Linked DNA regions of Mus musculus: all the other regions are linked to region 4. A link is a contact called in public Hi-C and HiChIP or PLAC-seq data. All regions are on one chromosome and are shown on one strand. Each heading gives the region's core, a stretch centred on a gene start, on an enhancer-like site or on the middle of the called end of the contact. The rest is flanking DNA. Distances are from core to core; before and after follow the strand shown. Region 1 overlaps Gm35682 (a long non-coding RNA gene). Region 2 overlaps Gm35682 (a long non-coding RNA gene). Region 3 has its middle 10 kb from the start of Gm35771. Region 4 holds the start of Tbc1d31 (TBC1 domain family, member 31).

What was found. A called contact is a pair of places that touch in the nucleus more often than the background predicts. HiChIP or PLAC-seq counts read pairs in DNA pulled down with a chosen protein or histone mark.
Region 1: an H3K4me3 HiChIP or PLAC-seq map of neural progenitor cells shows a contact between it and region 4, with 16 read pairs. The contact joins the enhancer-like site here to the promoter of Tbc1d31 in region 4. A contact is called at or near these places in 14 of 39 promoter capture datasets (the 3T3-L1 cell line, 3T3-L1-derived adipocytes, the C10 cell line and 9 more), 1 of 15 datasets of contacts at CTCF or cohesin (the NIH/3T3 cell line), 6 of 484 Hi-C or Micro-C datasets (B cells, embryonic fibroblasts, muscle stem cells and 3 more), 18 of 115 datasets of contacts at active chromatin or transcription factors (the SCID.adh cell line, T-cell acute lymphoblastic leukemia, acute myeloid leukemia and 10 more) and 3 of 9 other capture datasets (adipose tissue, liver and pancreatic islet).
Region 2: an H3K4me3 HiChIP or PLAC-seq map of neural progenitor cells shows a contact between it and region 4, with 17 read pairs. The contact joins the enhancer-like site here to the promoter of Tbc1d31 in region 4. A contact is called at or near these places in 13 of 39 promoter capture datasets (the 3T3-L1 cell line, 3T3-L1-derived adipocytes, the C10 cell line and 9 more), 6 of 484 Hi-C or Micro-C datasets (B cells, embryonic fibroblasts, myeloid progenitors and 3 more), 15 of 115 datasets of contacts at active chromatin or transcription factors (the NIH/3T3 cell line, embryonic basal ganglia, embryonic forebrain and 8 more) and 3 of 9 other capture datasets (adipose tissue, embryonic stem cells and liver).
Region 3: a Hi-C map of muscle stem cells shows a contact between it and region 4, with 2.0 times the contacts expected there. The contact joins the enhancer-like site here to the promoter of Tbc1d31 in region 4. A contact is called at or near these places in 1 of 39 promoter capture datasets (cranial neural crest), 1 of 484 Hi-C or Micro-C datasets (muscle stem cells), 3 of 115 datasets of contacts at active chromatin or transcription factors (embryonic limb bud, embryonic stem cells and forebrain) and 1 of 9 other capture datasets (adipose tissue).

What each region holds. Positions count from the first base shown.
Region 1 is chr15:57,615,317-57,619,082 of GRCm38.p6, forward strand. The region is part of intron 1 of Gm35682 (a long non-coding RNA gene); the gene reads right to left. Among named protein-coding and RNA genes, the nearest start is that of Gm35771, 38 kb to the left of the region's middle. Within about 2 kb of position 1,700, at least 22 of the 459 cell types and tissues checked have an H3K27ac peak or open chromatin away from gene starts, as enhancers often do. A contact at or near this core is called in neural progenitor cells, where this site is marked.
Region 2 is chr15:57,588,106-57,591,528 of GRCm38.p6, forward strand. All of the region lies in intron 3 of Gm35682 (a long non-coding RNA gene), which reads right to left. It overlaps Gm35771 (a long non-coding RNA gene), which reads left to right. Exons shown (of 5, transcript XR_384110.4): 2 at 595-676; 3 at 2,440-2,512; 4 at 3,239-3,387. Among named protein-coding and RNA genes, the nearest start is that of Gm35771, 11 kb to the left of the region's middle. Within about 2 kb of position 2,001, at least 46 of the 459 cell types and tissues checked have an H3K27ac peak or open chromatin away from gene starts, as enhancers often do. A contact at or near this core is called in embryonic limb bud, forebrain, neural progenitor cells and 1 more, where this site is marked.
Region 3 is chr15:57,566,918-57,570,156 of GRCm38.p6, forward strand. No RefSeq gene overlaps it. Among named protein-coding and RNA genes, the nearest start is that of Gm35771, 10 kb to the right of the region's middle. Within about 2 kb of position 1,279, at least 53 of the 459 cell types and tissues checked have an H3K27ac peak or open chromatin away from gene starts, as enhancers often do. A contact at or near this core is called in muscle stem cells, where this site is marked.
Region 4 is chr15:57,910,248-57,913,679 of GRCm38.p6, forward strand. It overlaps Tbc1d31 (TBC1 domain family, member 31), which reads left to right and starts at 1,952. Exons shown (of 21, transcript NM_001081396.2): 1 at 1,952-2,144. The coding sequence starts at 2,068.

The sequences.
Region 1 (3,766 bases), core at 450-2,949, 300 kb before region 4:
ATTTCCTTTCCTTCCTTAACCAATATACCATAATGTGATCTGACATGTACATTAGGCTTTGTAGGGTAATCTCTGATTAACCATGTTACTATGATAGAACATTTGTTCCCCTACCAGGAGGCTTCTTATCAAGACCCATGTGCAGTTCCCCACTCCATAACCCTCAAGTCTATCTCCTAAATGGGGCAGATATTGGAGGCCTAGCCTTGACTGTAGGTAGCTCTTAGTGGGAAAATTAATATGAAAGGTTGCGTGATGAATTCTGACCCTACTGCAAACACTGCGGAGAAGGAGCCCTTGCCTAACACTGCCTGGAGAGCCAGGATCCAGAGTCAGAACAGCCTGGAGACATAGAATAGAACCAAATATGACTGGCAAAAAGAAGTCAACGAAATGATGAGTCCTAATAATGATTCTTTGCTATGCTCCTAGAACAGTGCCTAGCCCAGTTGTCATCAGAAGGAAGTTATCCAGCAAGTGATGGGAACAGAAGTAGTCTGCATGACCCACAGTCAAACATTGGCGGAGCCAGGAGAATCCCGCAGAAAAAGAGGAAGGATTTTAGGAATGAAAGGGGTTGAGGACACCATGGCCAAGAACAAGGCCCACAGAATCAACTAACCAGGGTTCATAGGGACTCACATAGACTAAAGGAGCAAACTCATGGACCCAGTATGGTTTTGACCTAGGCCCTTTGCATATATGCTGTGGTTGTGTAGCTTAGTGTTCTTGTGGGACTCCCAACAGCGTGAACAGGGGCTATCTCTGACTCTGTTGCCTGCACTAGGGACCCTTTTCCTCCTGCAGGGTTGCCTTGTCCAGCCTTGATATGAAGGTTTGTGCCTAATCTTGCTGTATCTTGCTATGTCCTATTCAGTGGTTATCCCTGAAAGGTCTCCTCTTTTTGTCCCCCTTAATGGAAACTGAAGAGTAGTTGATCTGTGGGAAAGAGAAAGTGACTGGGAGGAGTGGGAAGAGGAGAAGCTGCTGTTGGGATGATGTAATAATATATAATAGAAGAATAAAAGTTTTTTAAAAAAGCAACCTCTATCCATAAATAACTTACAAACAATAAAAGGGGGAAAAACAGTTAGGCAACATGAACAAGATGTGCTGAGTTATTTACAATATTTCACCTGCATAAGACAGAATACCTTGTCCAAATGCAAGATAAGCATCAAGGAGGGGTTACTTTAACTTCAGTGCCTAGAAATCTGGAAACGACCCAGGTTTCTATACTTAGGAAGAGTCTCTCTCTCTCTCTCTCTCTCTCTCTCTCTCTCTCTCTCTCTCTCTCTCTCTTTCGTGTGTGTGTGTGGTGTGTGTTTCCCCCTTGACCTTCTCCTCTTGAGGCACACAAGCTGCTGAAGGACCAAACATCACATCCTTGTGGAGCTACATTCCACTACAGAAACAAAAAGGACCACTCCTTTGCTGTCATGGAGAAAAGCTTCCTTAAGAATCCTTCTGCATGTTTCCCATACTATTCCTTGGGGGCAGAATTAGATCCTGTCCCTAGAACTTAGCTGGGAAAGGCAGACAGGAACTTTCAGACTTGATCCACAGAGGCATGGCCGAAGGTAGAGCACTCACAAGACCCGGCACGTCTGCTGGAAGCAACGCTATAGCCATCCACTGTAGGCGGGGGAAGACACACCTTAGATAAAAGCTGAAGAACAAAAGGCGGAGGATGCCAGGAGAAGGGTGTGAACTGTGGTTCCACATAAAGGATCAACGTGAGCAAAAGCCAGCGAGTGCAAGAAGGAGACAGCGGCATCAATTCAGGCTGATCAGAGCATTCAACTACAGGAAATGAGTCTCCAAGTGCATCAGAGGCCTGGTTACAAAAGCCCGTTGAGACTGTGACCAGAAGCCTGAACCTGCAGCTGAAGCCAGAGATGACAAAGGAGGCAGAAGGCTAAATCCAAGTGTAGATGTGCTCCGCTTGGCTGACACAGGATGCTTGCAGTCTGACTGTGGCCAGCTAGGGGAGGAGCACTTTCTATCTGGCTGAGCACTGAGCCAGGACTCATTAACTGGCAGCCAAGCCCTGATACATGAGCCTGCTGGGGGCATTCCATATTCAAACTGTAACCATCTTTCTATTCTGTGTTTCCCTCTTGATTTAATTTGCAAACAGGATTTCTGCTCAGAAAACATGATCTCTGACAGCTTTAGCTTAAAAGTTAATTGCCGGAGCTAGAGAGCTAGAGAGGTGGCTCAGTGCTTAAGAGCACTCTTACTGAGCTGAGTTCAGTAAGACGACCTGAGTTCAATTTCTACCACTCACATGAGGGTCACAACTATCTGGAACTCCAGTTCCAGGGGATCCAAAGTCCTCTTCTGGCCTCCACAATAACCAAGACACACACACATGGTTACATCCTGACAAAACACCCATACACATAGCAGTAATACACGTAAAATAACAGAAGCCAGAGGGAGTATTTGATGGCCGGACTGGATCCTACTGTGCTTCAAGTTCTAAAGTGCAGCACTCCTGACAGAGGGATTGTGGGATGGCCATCCAGTGATTGGAGGATAGAACACAAAGGATCTTGGAAAGGGTAGAAAAGGGGTAGTTATATTTAGAAGTAAAATAAGTATCAAGTGGTATCTCAGACATAAGGAAACTTCTAACAAAGTGTGGGTGACTCTTCCAATGGCAGATGAAGTAGATTTCACTAAAATAGAAGGCTACTGTGTAGTTACTTTGTGACATTCTAGGCATTGATGGTGTCACTTTGAGTAAGTTATGAAGACCTGGGGTTGGTCCAGTATTAGGCAGTGGCTGAAGTATGCATAGGAAAGAAGAAGCAGAAACAAACTGTACATGACCTAAGAGGATGGATGATATTAAAAAGAATATTGAGGGCTGGAGAGATGTCTCAGTGGCTAAGAGCACTGACTGCTCTTCCAGAGGTCCAGAGTTCAATTCCCAGCAACTAGATGGTGGCTCATAATTATCTATAATAGGATCTGATGTTTCTGGTGTGTCTGAAGACAGTGACAGTCTACTCACATATATAAAATAAATAGGTCTTTTAAAAAATTAACATTGAATTACAAGTAGATATTACCACTAGAAGCATCTCAGTCAAGAGGTATACCAGCTGGACATTCCTGAAGACTATCCAAATCTGTTTTGTCTTTTTTTTTTTTTTATATCCCTCAGCTCCATGACAACTAAGGACTAAGAGGCCACGCTGCAGCCACTCAACACACTTTTAAAGCCATTGCCTGGCCAGGCACCAGTCCAGGGGTGAGCGTCAGCGGTCAAGACCATTGACAACGGCCCCACCCCCTCTGATGGCTGCTACCCTCTCTTGGCTCTCTCCCATCTTTCTTGAGACCTGATCTATGCACTTGGCCTCCAGCTGTCTCTGGGCCACAGGCAGGTGTGCTCAGGGCACAGGGTACCATCTGGATATGGAGAAGCAGCAAAGAAGAGAGAGTCCCTGTCTGTTCCAAAAACTGAGATTAGCGCAATTTACTTAACTCTTTGTGTCCAGACAGTTAGCTTATGTCGTATGTGCAAGGAAAGCCACTCTCTTGACAGCATAACTCAGTGTATGTGCTAAGACAAAATAACAGGCAAAGCTTAGAAGCCTGCACAATGTACAAGCAAGAGACAGGGCAGCATCGCCTATTTTTCCCGAAATAAATCTAAGGGTCTGTGTTACCCTGGATGAAAATGACTACTGCATAATTGTTTTCCTTTTAATCTTGTTCCCTGTGGTGGAGATTTATACAAGGTGAGGAATTG
Region 2 (3,423 bases), core at 751-3,250, 320 kb before region 4:
CCCCATACATGCTTCTGTCCCCAATGATATATACCAGGATACATAGCAGACATAAAAGGCAATAAATTTCTAATCATTTCATCTCACACTCAACGTGTTAATCTTTCTCAATGTTAAAATGCCTACATTGTGTAGCTATTTCTGTCTGATTGGATCATTGCTTCTTATAAAGTAAACCAAACTGACAAGTCTCAGGAAACAAGAGTCACAAGGCTCCTCTTCCACACACCATATAAGCAGAAATGAGCACTGCACCACCTGAAAGTTGCAAGTTGTATGTGAAGGACCAGGGACGCAGCTCTCATGAGTCATCTCCCAGCTAGTATAGGCTTTTCCATGATGGCGCTGCCTTTGAGTCACCTATGCTTTTACATGTAACCTCAATGAATACACTGGTTCACTAATCTAAGCCTGGGTGATCTCAGGTCTTTGGTCTGTCACCTGTGCCCTACTGGACTGAAGAGACATTTGTTCTCATCTCCCTAGAAAATGCACACAACAGCCTACTGTGTGCTAAGCTTACTACTGGTTTCTACTGCAGACTCCCTTTTCTTCCTTGTTTCTTTATGTGATGCTATGGCATTTTCTCTGTAGACCTTTACAAACATAACCGAGACACCACGTGGGAGGCATGTGCTGCTCTGTCTGCTCTGGGTCTACTATCCTGACGTCAACAGTGAGTTGGGTCCATCCAGTCCAAATAGCCTTTTCTATCTAACTCCAGAACCTCAAGCTTTCACCTTGAACCATGTAAAGACAATGACCTAACAAGGTTAAGCTCTCTGTGCCTATGGACTAAACTAGATACAATATTATGAACAGGTAATGAGTTTCAAAACAACACTGCAAATAAATTGGGGAAATGCAAACTCTAAAATAACTAACATGAGAGTTACAAGTTCTCATAACAAGTGTTTAGGATTATGGCTTCCATCCCACATCTGGGTTATTGCAAGAGTTTTACATACTCTGAAGAGATACTTTAAAATTCTGCTCAAGTTCTTAGTCAATATAGTGATGGACACAGGCAGATAGATACATATACAGATGATAAATTATTAGCGAATAGATATATAGGCATATTGATAAATAATATATACAGGCATATTTACCTGTTTACCCTCTTCATATAGGCAACTTATAGACAGACAGAAATGTGAATTAAAAGAGAAAATGATTTCATAGTCAAATACCAATAGGCTACATAAGCCACTAAAAGTTAAAATTTGTGTACAATACGTGTATACAAAGCGTTATTAAGGCATCTCCGTTATGAATATTATGGTCACCTAACAACGGTGATCCATGAAGCAGCATCCCTTTTACTCACCCAACTTAAACAGTGCTTGGCCTCACTTCTGAGCAGTCTGCTCTTTGCAAGACTGTATCATAGCAACATAGAACTTCCAAGAGTGCCAAAGCAGCCTTCCTGGAGGCTATGGTTAGTCAGTCTAGCAGCAACATGAAACCAGGGGCGGGGGAGGGGAGGCAAAGTTCAGTGATCTGGAGACCCAGATCTGCCACAAGCTGGATATAACACAGACTGAATTCAATTAACAAAGCCTTCTGAACATCTGCTGAGTGTCAAGCTCAGAGTCTCTGTGCACGGACCAATCTCCAGTGTCTAACTGGAGACTCTGAATGGTACTTCTCCAGAGACGGAAGCACTTGTTAAAATAGCATTTTCCGGTATAGACGAACCCTTGATCCTCTTTGTTATGGCCGTCTCACACACACACACACACACACACACACACACACACACACACCACTGTTGTGGGGGTCCTCCCACTGCTCACTGAGAAAGGCCATAATAGAAATCAGTAAAGAGGACCAGGAGGAGAAATGTGCACTTGGGGGGGGGGGGGAGGGCGCCCCCCCCCCCCGCTCAGTCAGCTAGACTCTTCCTACCTCCAAGTCTGAGAGGCCCCCTCCCCTCCTTTCTCCTCCGGAGAGGCACACCCTCTGTGCCACTTTACTGTCTACAGAACCCAATTAGCATTTTGCACACTGCAGCATCCTGAACCGTGGATCTCACTTGTCCCTTCAGCAGAATAGCAGGTGGGAGCTGAACAGATTAGAATGCAAAGGACAGTTATGTAATTTACCTAAGTCCCAGTCCACCTGACACTGCCAGTCTGCATCTTCCCTTTCACCCTGGCAAGCTGGCACAGCCTAGCAATTAATCACACACAGGACATCCTTGGCACCTGACGATGCTTTCTTCACAGGCTGGAAACCGTAGCATGGCTCCAAACAAAATGCCTTTTGCATCTCACTGCCACGTGAAGGGTGCTAAGATGATGAAGTGGGATAAATTATAACCAAAAGGTCACTCTTGTCTTATATATCTGATCTAAAATTTTTCGGAACCCTTGTTCCTCCAGATAGCAGGAATGAGCAGGAACTTACTAACTAAAGCCTCTCTTGTTTTTCCAGTTTAATGGAACCCTCCTTCAAGCTGTGTTGCTAGAAGCTAAGTGCCCAGTCTCTCTGGGTTTCTCCTGCCAAGGTAAGAGGACAGCTTTCATCTACTGGTGGCTGGTGACAAGACCTCAGATGCGTGACCTCCCAAGGGGCAAGGAGAATCTTTCCTGAGAGACAGATGCATCCGTACAGTCCTGGAACCCAGAGAGACCCTTCCTATCATTTGTGGGAAACAAGCTGGCACCCAGCCAAAGCCTGTCTTCATCCAGGTCCCTGCTAATCCAGCAGCTAGTGCAGGCTCCAGACCTCCTCCACGGAATTAAACTCCTAGGCTGTCATAACAAGTTATCAAAAACTGTGGCTTAAAATAACAAAGTTGTGTTCTCTCACTATTCTGGAAGCCAAAAGTCAGCAGTATCAGCAGCACTGCACTGCCTTCTAGGCCCTGGAGAATATTCCTTTCTTGCCTCTTCCGCCTTGGGAAAGCTCCTGGCTTGGCAGGCTTGGCACAGCATCATTCCAGAGCCTGCACCCTCTTCACAGAGTCGTCTCCCTGGCTTCTGAGCCACCAACCTTTTGGTCCTGCTTCTATTATAAAAATCTCGCCCATTGGCTACAGGCCATGCCTAAACTCGTGTTGATTTCCTTTAGAAACAAATGTTCATTTACACCCATACAGCCCCTGATCCCACATAATGTCACAGGATTAGGGGCTTAGAGCTTAGACATTGGAGAGCACCGTTAAATTCATTACAGTCTAAGGGTCAGCTGGGAGTTACTGGGCCCCGTACCTCTCTTCCTCTGTTCTTAGATTGTCAAGCACCAAGCATTCTGCCAGAACACGTGACGGAGTGATGCCACCACCCTCCACTGTTTCACCCCAATTGTTCAGGAACGACAATGTGGCTGAATTTCTCTGTGCCTACTAGGAAGCTTAGACAAGAGTCATTCTCCTATAAGGTGACTAAACAAAAATCACTAGTATACCTAGCAAGC
Region 3 (3,239 bases), core at 29-2,528, 340 kb before region 4:
TATTAGCAGACTTCTATTGCTGGGTTCTGTGCAACTGCTCTGGGCTCAGCTGGTAACCCAAGGATTGACTCCATAGTCACAGGACCTTTGCTAAGTTACCTAACTCTCTAAGCTTCCATCGCCTCCTCTCCAAAATAAAACGGAGCGTGTGTGTACCACATATAATCACCTTGGTGATGAAAGCTTGCTGTAACAAGACAATAGGCCAATTAGCCCAGTGTACATATGCAACAAAGGCTACCAGCTGCCCACAGCAAGGGAATTGAGACCCAGCTATGCCATTATCTGCCTTCTCAATTCTTTTCAGAATGGTACTGTCTTTTTAAGGACAATAGTTCTCAAATTCTGCGGAGGAGCCTCAACATCCCCAAAAGGAAGAAGGGCAGAGTGACACAGATACTCTGTCCTCATCACCGGTAAAGAACAGCTTTATCTGTTCCAAACATAGAGATAATTCCACTCTCAGTAAAGGGCTACTGGATAGCAGTGTTTGAAACCTCCTCCCCCTCTCATGCTTGAGTAAGCTCATTAAATTTGAGATCAACAGAAATGGCCGCCTATCCTTGATTTCACATTCACTCGATCATCAGCTCATTTTTTTCATTCATCCACATGCTGCATATCTTTTGGAGCAGGCCTTCAGTTACAACCTGAGCAAATGACACAGATCCTAGGTGCCCGCAGCTCGCTTTGCAGGGAGGGAGGGAGACAGGGAAACATAACAGCCCAGTTTTAAAGCTGCTGAAGGGAAGATGACTAAATCAAGAGTACCTCAAAGTTTTGGGAGTTCAAAAAGATGACTGGGGATCAGAGGATACAAACTGAAGCCCTGAATGCCAGGGTGGAAGATGAGAAAAGCTAATATGTGGTTTTACAAGATGGATCCCAAATGGTCAGAGAGAATGGTAAGTCCAGGACTCTATCTTGTCCAGCAATTTGAAAAGTCAAAAGAGAAGCAAGGAATCCAAAAGCATAAATGTAAAAAGTGTATGGAGCACACCCCCGATCAGATGGAGGCTTCCATGTACAAGTTTGGGCTCTATATTTATATAGTATTAGTAACCAAGGACCTGGCATGCTAACATGCTGTCTCCCAGGAGCAAATTCCTGGACAACTCTATTTCTTCAACATAGTCTTCAGTTATTGAGCATCTGGCACATGCTGGAACAGGCCAAGACACGAACACTGGGAGGACCCAGGCTGCAGCTGTTCGGGCTTTCTCTTGCCTTTCAGCAAAGTTATATCACTCACTCTGCCAGAGAAGCCTGTTTCTGAGTCATGATGAGCTGGCCCTGTCAAAACTGTTAAGAGTCAAGCTCTTCCCCCAGCCAGGGCTGGGAAATGTGAGCTATGCCGGTTGAGTTCAAATTCCTGCAAGCAGATGGGAAAAGAGTGAATGTTCTCGGACTGAACAAAGCCATGACCAATCCTCATTTCATATGCCGAGAATCAGACCAAGAGTCAGAAGGCTCACTTCTCAGTCCATTTTATTGAACAGCAGATGCAGGCCTCCCCTGAGGCAGTAGTCTGGGCATGGAGTCAAGGAAGAGAAATGCTACTATCCTGATGATGCAAAGATTATAACCACCTTAAAACAATAAGCAATATTCAATGAGCACATACTCTGCACTAGGTACTGTTATATGCACTTGCATAAACTAAACTAACTTACTGCAGAAACTCTGGAGCCAGTGGGATTACTGCCCAACCAAACAGAAACAAAAGTGGCCAGAAAGGTTATAAGAGATGCACACAGGAGGGTGACAACCCCCGGAGAACAAAATAAGTATCGATGTTTAAATGTATTCCCATCTTTGCTAGAATAGACTAGGTGAATCTCACTTCCTCACTCTTAAGCACAGACTTACCCAAAAGCCTTCTTTGGCTATATTCAAATGAGCAATTCTAAAAGCCAAGAAAGGAATTTTTAAAAAAAAATCACTATTTTTGTTACTCAAAATGCGTCCAGCTAAGGGGGGTGGGGTAGGGGCTTTGTGGGGAAGGTGGGCCGCCAGGATCTTCAAAAATGTGCACGACACCAACCAAGGGGATAGGGAGAAACGAAGCAAACAACAGGAAAAAATGGGAGTGTCCAGGGAAGAGCTGGAAGTGGATCATGGCTGACACGTGGCCCCCAACGGACCTTAAGCCAGAGCTCTGGAGCCACAGCAGACTCTGCACTACAAGTCTACAGTAGCTCTGTGCACCAGGGTTATGTATGTAGAAGCAGATGCATTTATTTCCTCTTTTCTTTAAATTATAGCACCAATTTGAGGAGAAAAGAGAGAAAGTAGAAAGTACAGAGGGCGAAAGGGAGATAACCTTTAGAATGGTAGATTGGGAAAAGAGCATCAAACCCAGCACACAGAGCACTGGCCCTGTACTTATATCCAACATCACTAATAGTAACAGACATCACTAATAGATCATCGAATGATTTCTCACTGTATTGAAAGATTCAGAACCTTCAATAAATAAGTATAAATTACTCCAGGTATCATAAATGGTTTATTTTAGAGCTAAGAATGTGGCCTTCGTTTTTCTCTCAGTGATCAAGTGCATGTTTCTTTGTTTCATTGTTGTAACTATTGGCCCTAAAGGTTCACTTGCTTCTAAACTCCACCTGAATAGGGCCCTGAGTCCACATCCAGACCCTAGTTACTTCCAGGCTCTTCCCTCCAATGGGATCCAGTTCCTTCCCCAACATGTTAATCAGCAGGTAAAAGCAAGGACTTGTCTTGTGTCCATAATGCCAAGTGGTAATGACTCTTTTTCTATTAATACAGAGCATAAAGTATCCCTTGGATAATGACATTGGCGTGTGGAAATTTGGGGGTCCAGATGCAGGGCAAAAGCTTAAGTCTCCTGGCTAGAAATGATGGGGGATGGAGAATGGGCAGGAAGCAAACAACACTAGCAGTGAGAAAGGAGAAGGCAGCATGATAGATACAAAAGTCTCCTCTCCTTTTGAATGGGGAGACAAGCCATGATATGATGACTTGCAATCCTCTGTCGGTATATGTGCTTGGGCAACTCATTTCACGTCTCTGGGCCTCAGGGTTCTCGTGTGGATGTAATTGTTTCATCAAGTAATCTGCCTCATAAGGCTTATATGGGGCACGTGTAGTTGGTTTCCCCTTCTCTCCATAGCACCCAGATTTCACATGGATATGGCTTTGAAAGGCCTTCATACCAGGGTTCCTAGTAATCCTCAATCTGCAAGGATTCATGCACTTCA
Region 4 (3,432 bases), core at 702-3,201:
TACATACTACTCGAAGTATGCGTGAAGCCTAGCAAACATATACATAGACAGACAGACAGACAGACACGCACACACACGTGCGCACATGCACCAATCTTTGAAGATGTAAGTTAAGGAGTTTCCGGCTGGTGAGATGGCTCAGCAGCTAAGAGCACTAACTACTCTTCCAAAAGTCCCGAGTTCAAATCCCAACAACCACAAGGTGGCTCATAACCATCCGTAATGAGATCTGATGCCCTCTTCTGGTGTGTCTAAAAGACAGCTACAGTGTACTTACATATAATAATAAATAAATCTTTTTTTTTAAGTTGAGTTTCATCTAAGAATATCATTCTGGACTATTCTTGTGAACCCTAAATCCAACTGTAACTGTCCATAGTAAATGGCAAGTCAAGCTCTGAGACTTAGAGAGAACCTTGTGAGATACCGACTCAAATAGCCTTGCATGAGTGCCCCAAAGGGAACAGGAGACAGAAGCAGGTGTGGGTCAGAAGTGCGGCTGATCTATGTTAATGAGGGAGCAGTTGTAAGAAGCTTACTGAAGCTGACAAAGGGCAGAGGCTATGTTACAAGTGTCATTACAAATAAATAAATAAATAAACCAAGTACCATTACATGCCTCATTAACAACAAGAAGGAAAGACATACATACACATCGGATAAGTCTTTGGCAGAGCCTGACTATGTCTGGATACACACCTTAAGTCTCAGGAGTCATACACACATCAGATGACTACAGCTCAAAACCGATCAGGAGAGAAAGGTCCTTTCCTAGCAGTGTGGTGAACTCAAGTCGTGTTCCCTTAAAAATATTTACACTCTCTTTTGAAAACCTCATTTAATTTTTACTTTAAGATTTTTCATTTATTTTCATATATGAGAAAAGTAAAGAGATATTTGCAACAAACAAAAGGTGGCTATCCCAGACAAAGAAGAAAATCTTTGTTGCCAGACTCTGTTGACACGGAATGTTGAGAGAATACATTTCTGGTCTTTTCATTTGGTTTTTGGTTTTTCGAAACAGGGTTTCTTTGTGTAACTCTGGCAATCCTGGAACTAGTTCTGTAGACCAGGCTAGCCTGACCTCATAAGATCTGCCTGCTTCTGCCTCCCAAGTACTGGGATTGAAGACGTGTGCCACTACTACCTGGCATTATTTCTGTTTTATACGCCAAACGTGGACCGATTTCATTAGAAATCGACTTGCAACTTCATACATCACTGAAGTGGAGTTAAAAGTATTATCTAAATTGCTTCTCTGTGAATTAAGTGCGTTGGCCTGTTAAGCACGCGGGACAGCCACACGTAGTAAGCACTAAAGAAACACTGAGTGAATTTTGCTAAGTGAAAAAGATTTCCGATGCCAGTGCAGCTGGTTCTTGACGTTTTTTTACTTTTCTAGATTATGAGGAGTGGGTTGCAAACCATAATGTGGGAGCATCTTGTAAATTTACGCAATTAAAGCGTGATGAGTATGGCAAAAAATAAACAAAAACAAACCAAACAAAGCGGAATTCATTTAGGTCTGTGGAGTTCTGCCGTGCCTGTAAGTTCTAGGAAAGGAACTCCTCCATTTCTCAACGAACTTGTCTTTTGCATCTTTGTTATTTCTATAAATCTCTTATTCTAAACGCAATAGAGAACGAAATGCAGGAGGCAGCAAGCTCTCAGGAGAAAAACACTTTTGGTGTCTGTTTGAGCCTATAGGTGTCAGAGAATTGAAGTCCCAGACTTGGTTTTCAGAAAACTACAACTCCCTGAAGCCTTTGGGTCGCAGAATTAGAAGCCTCAGAAAAGGGGTGGAGTCTAGAGAGAAGCCGTTGGTTGTTTCCATTGTCCAGAGTGGAGGGACCACAAGAGCGGAGGTGGGCGGATCCCCGTCCTGATTGGTTGTAACTAGAAGGGGCGTCCCCCGCGTGATTGGCACAGTCCTTGGGGGCGGAGACCCCGCGGCGGCCGCTCGAATTTCCCGGGTTGGGCGCGCGGGGACTGCTGGGTAGCTCTCGGGACGGTTACCCTCACCGGGTCAGCCGCGGATCGGAGTCGGGGTAGGGGTCGGGGTTCGACATGCAGAGCACTGACCTGGGCAACAAGGAGAGCGGCAAGATATGGCACCGCAAGCCATCGCCAGCCACTCACGACGGGTGAGGCCGCGGGCTGTGGAGACCGACGAGGGGGCGGGTCTGCGGGAGACTGAAGTGGGAAGCGTGGAGGAGGAATGCTGGCCCGGGGATTCTGACTCTGGCCGTGCGCTGCATCCCTGGGTTGGGACCTCAGGAGGAGCAAGTAGCTCCGGAAACCGTAGATTGCAGTTGTCCCAGAATCTGGTCCCTGGTCACGGTGAGAGGCAGGCAGGAGAAGGCTCTACGACTTGTGCAAAAGAATTTGCAGTTCAGCTGAGTGCCAGGACTCCACCTGCTTTGATTTATTAATGTCTATTCCAGTTGGGGGGAAAAAAAACTCCAGGAGGTGATGGGAGCAAAGAAAGCAATGCACATCTACCTTTCCAAAAGCCGATGCTCTCCATCCTTAAGTCATTCATTACATTGCACACCTGTAATGTTGAGAGCCTAGTGTGGGCCAAGCACGCTTTTCACTATGGAACAACGCTGGAACAAACTTAAGTTCTGCAGTGAGTGTTGCAGGGCCTGTCATTGGTGCGGGGACTTTTACCCGCCTGTGCTTCCTTTTATTCTGTTTGGAGTAGCGGGTTTAACACGCAGCCTCTTGTGTGACGTCAGTGGGAGTCTTTGCCCCCTCCCCCATTTGTTTTGGTTCCCATGGTGCCTGCCTAAGCGATCTTGGTGTTTCTGATTACCTACGTTTGCGTGGACTGCATAGTATCACTTGGGTTCATACCTCGAGGTTTGTTTCTCAAGAGACTTTTCTATTTATCTTTTAGTTGCTTCCCTAGAAATCAGACTAAGTGTTTTTGTAAGCTGAAAGCAGTTATAAGTGGATCAGCCACTTATTTGACTAGCCAGCCAGCCACTGTGGTTTCTGGTGGCTGTCCACCCTTTATCAGTGCTATTCACCCGTTGACCTATTGAATAAACAATCTTGTCAATAGTGGAGATTCTTCGGCGTTTTCCTTTCAGCTCGGAAAGCAGTTTTGAGCCAGGACAGCTAAGTTGAACCAGCCAGCAGAGCTCAGAAAGAACTAAAAAGGGTGAGCTTACTCAGCAGTAAGTCTCAGAGGTTGAGAACATTCTAGGTTTAGATTAGGTTGTCCGGAGGCTAGAAGCTTTGGGGACTAGGCCTAGGTTAAGAAACAAAAGGCAGTAAGCCTCCAGGATGACAGTTATATCAGGAGAATAAAAAACGTGTGTGTGTGTGTGTTGATGTGTGTATGTATGTATATATGTGTGTGTGTATGCATGTGTGTGTTGATGTGTGTATGTATGTGTGTGTGTGTGTGTGCATGTGCATGTG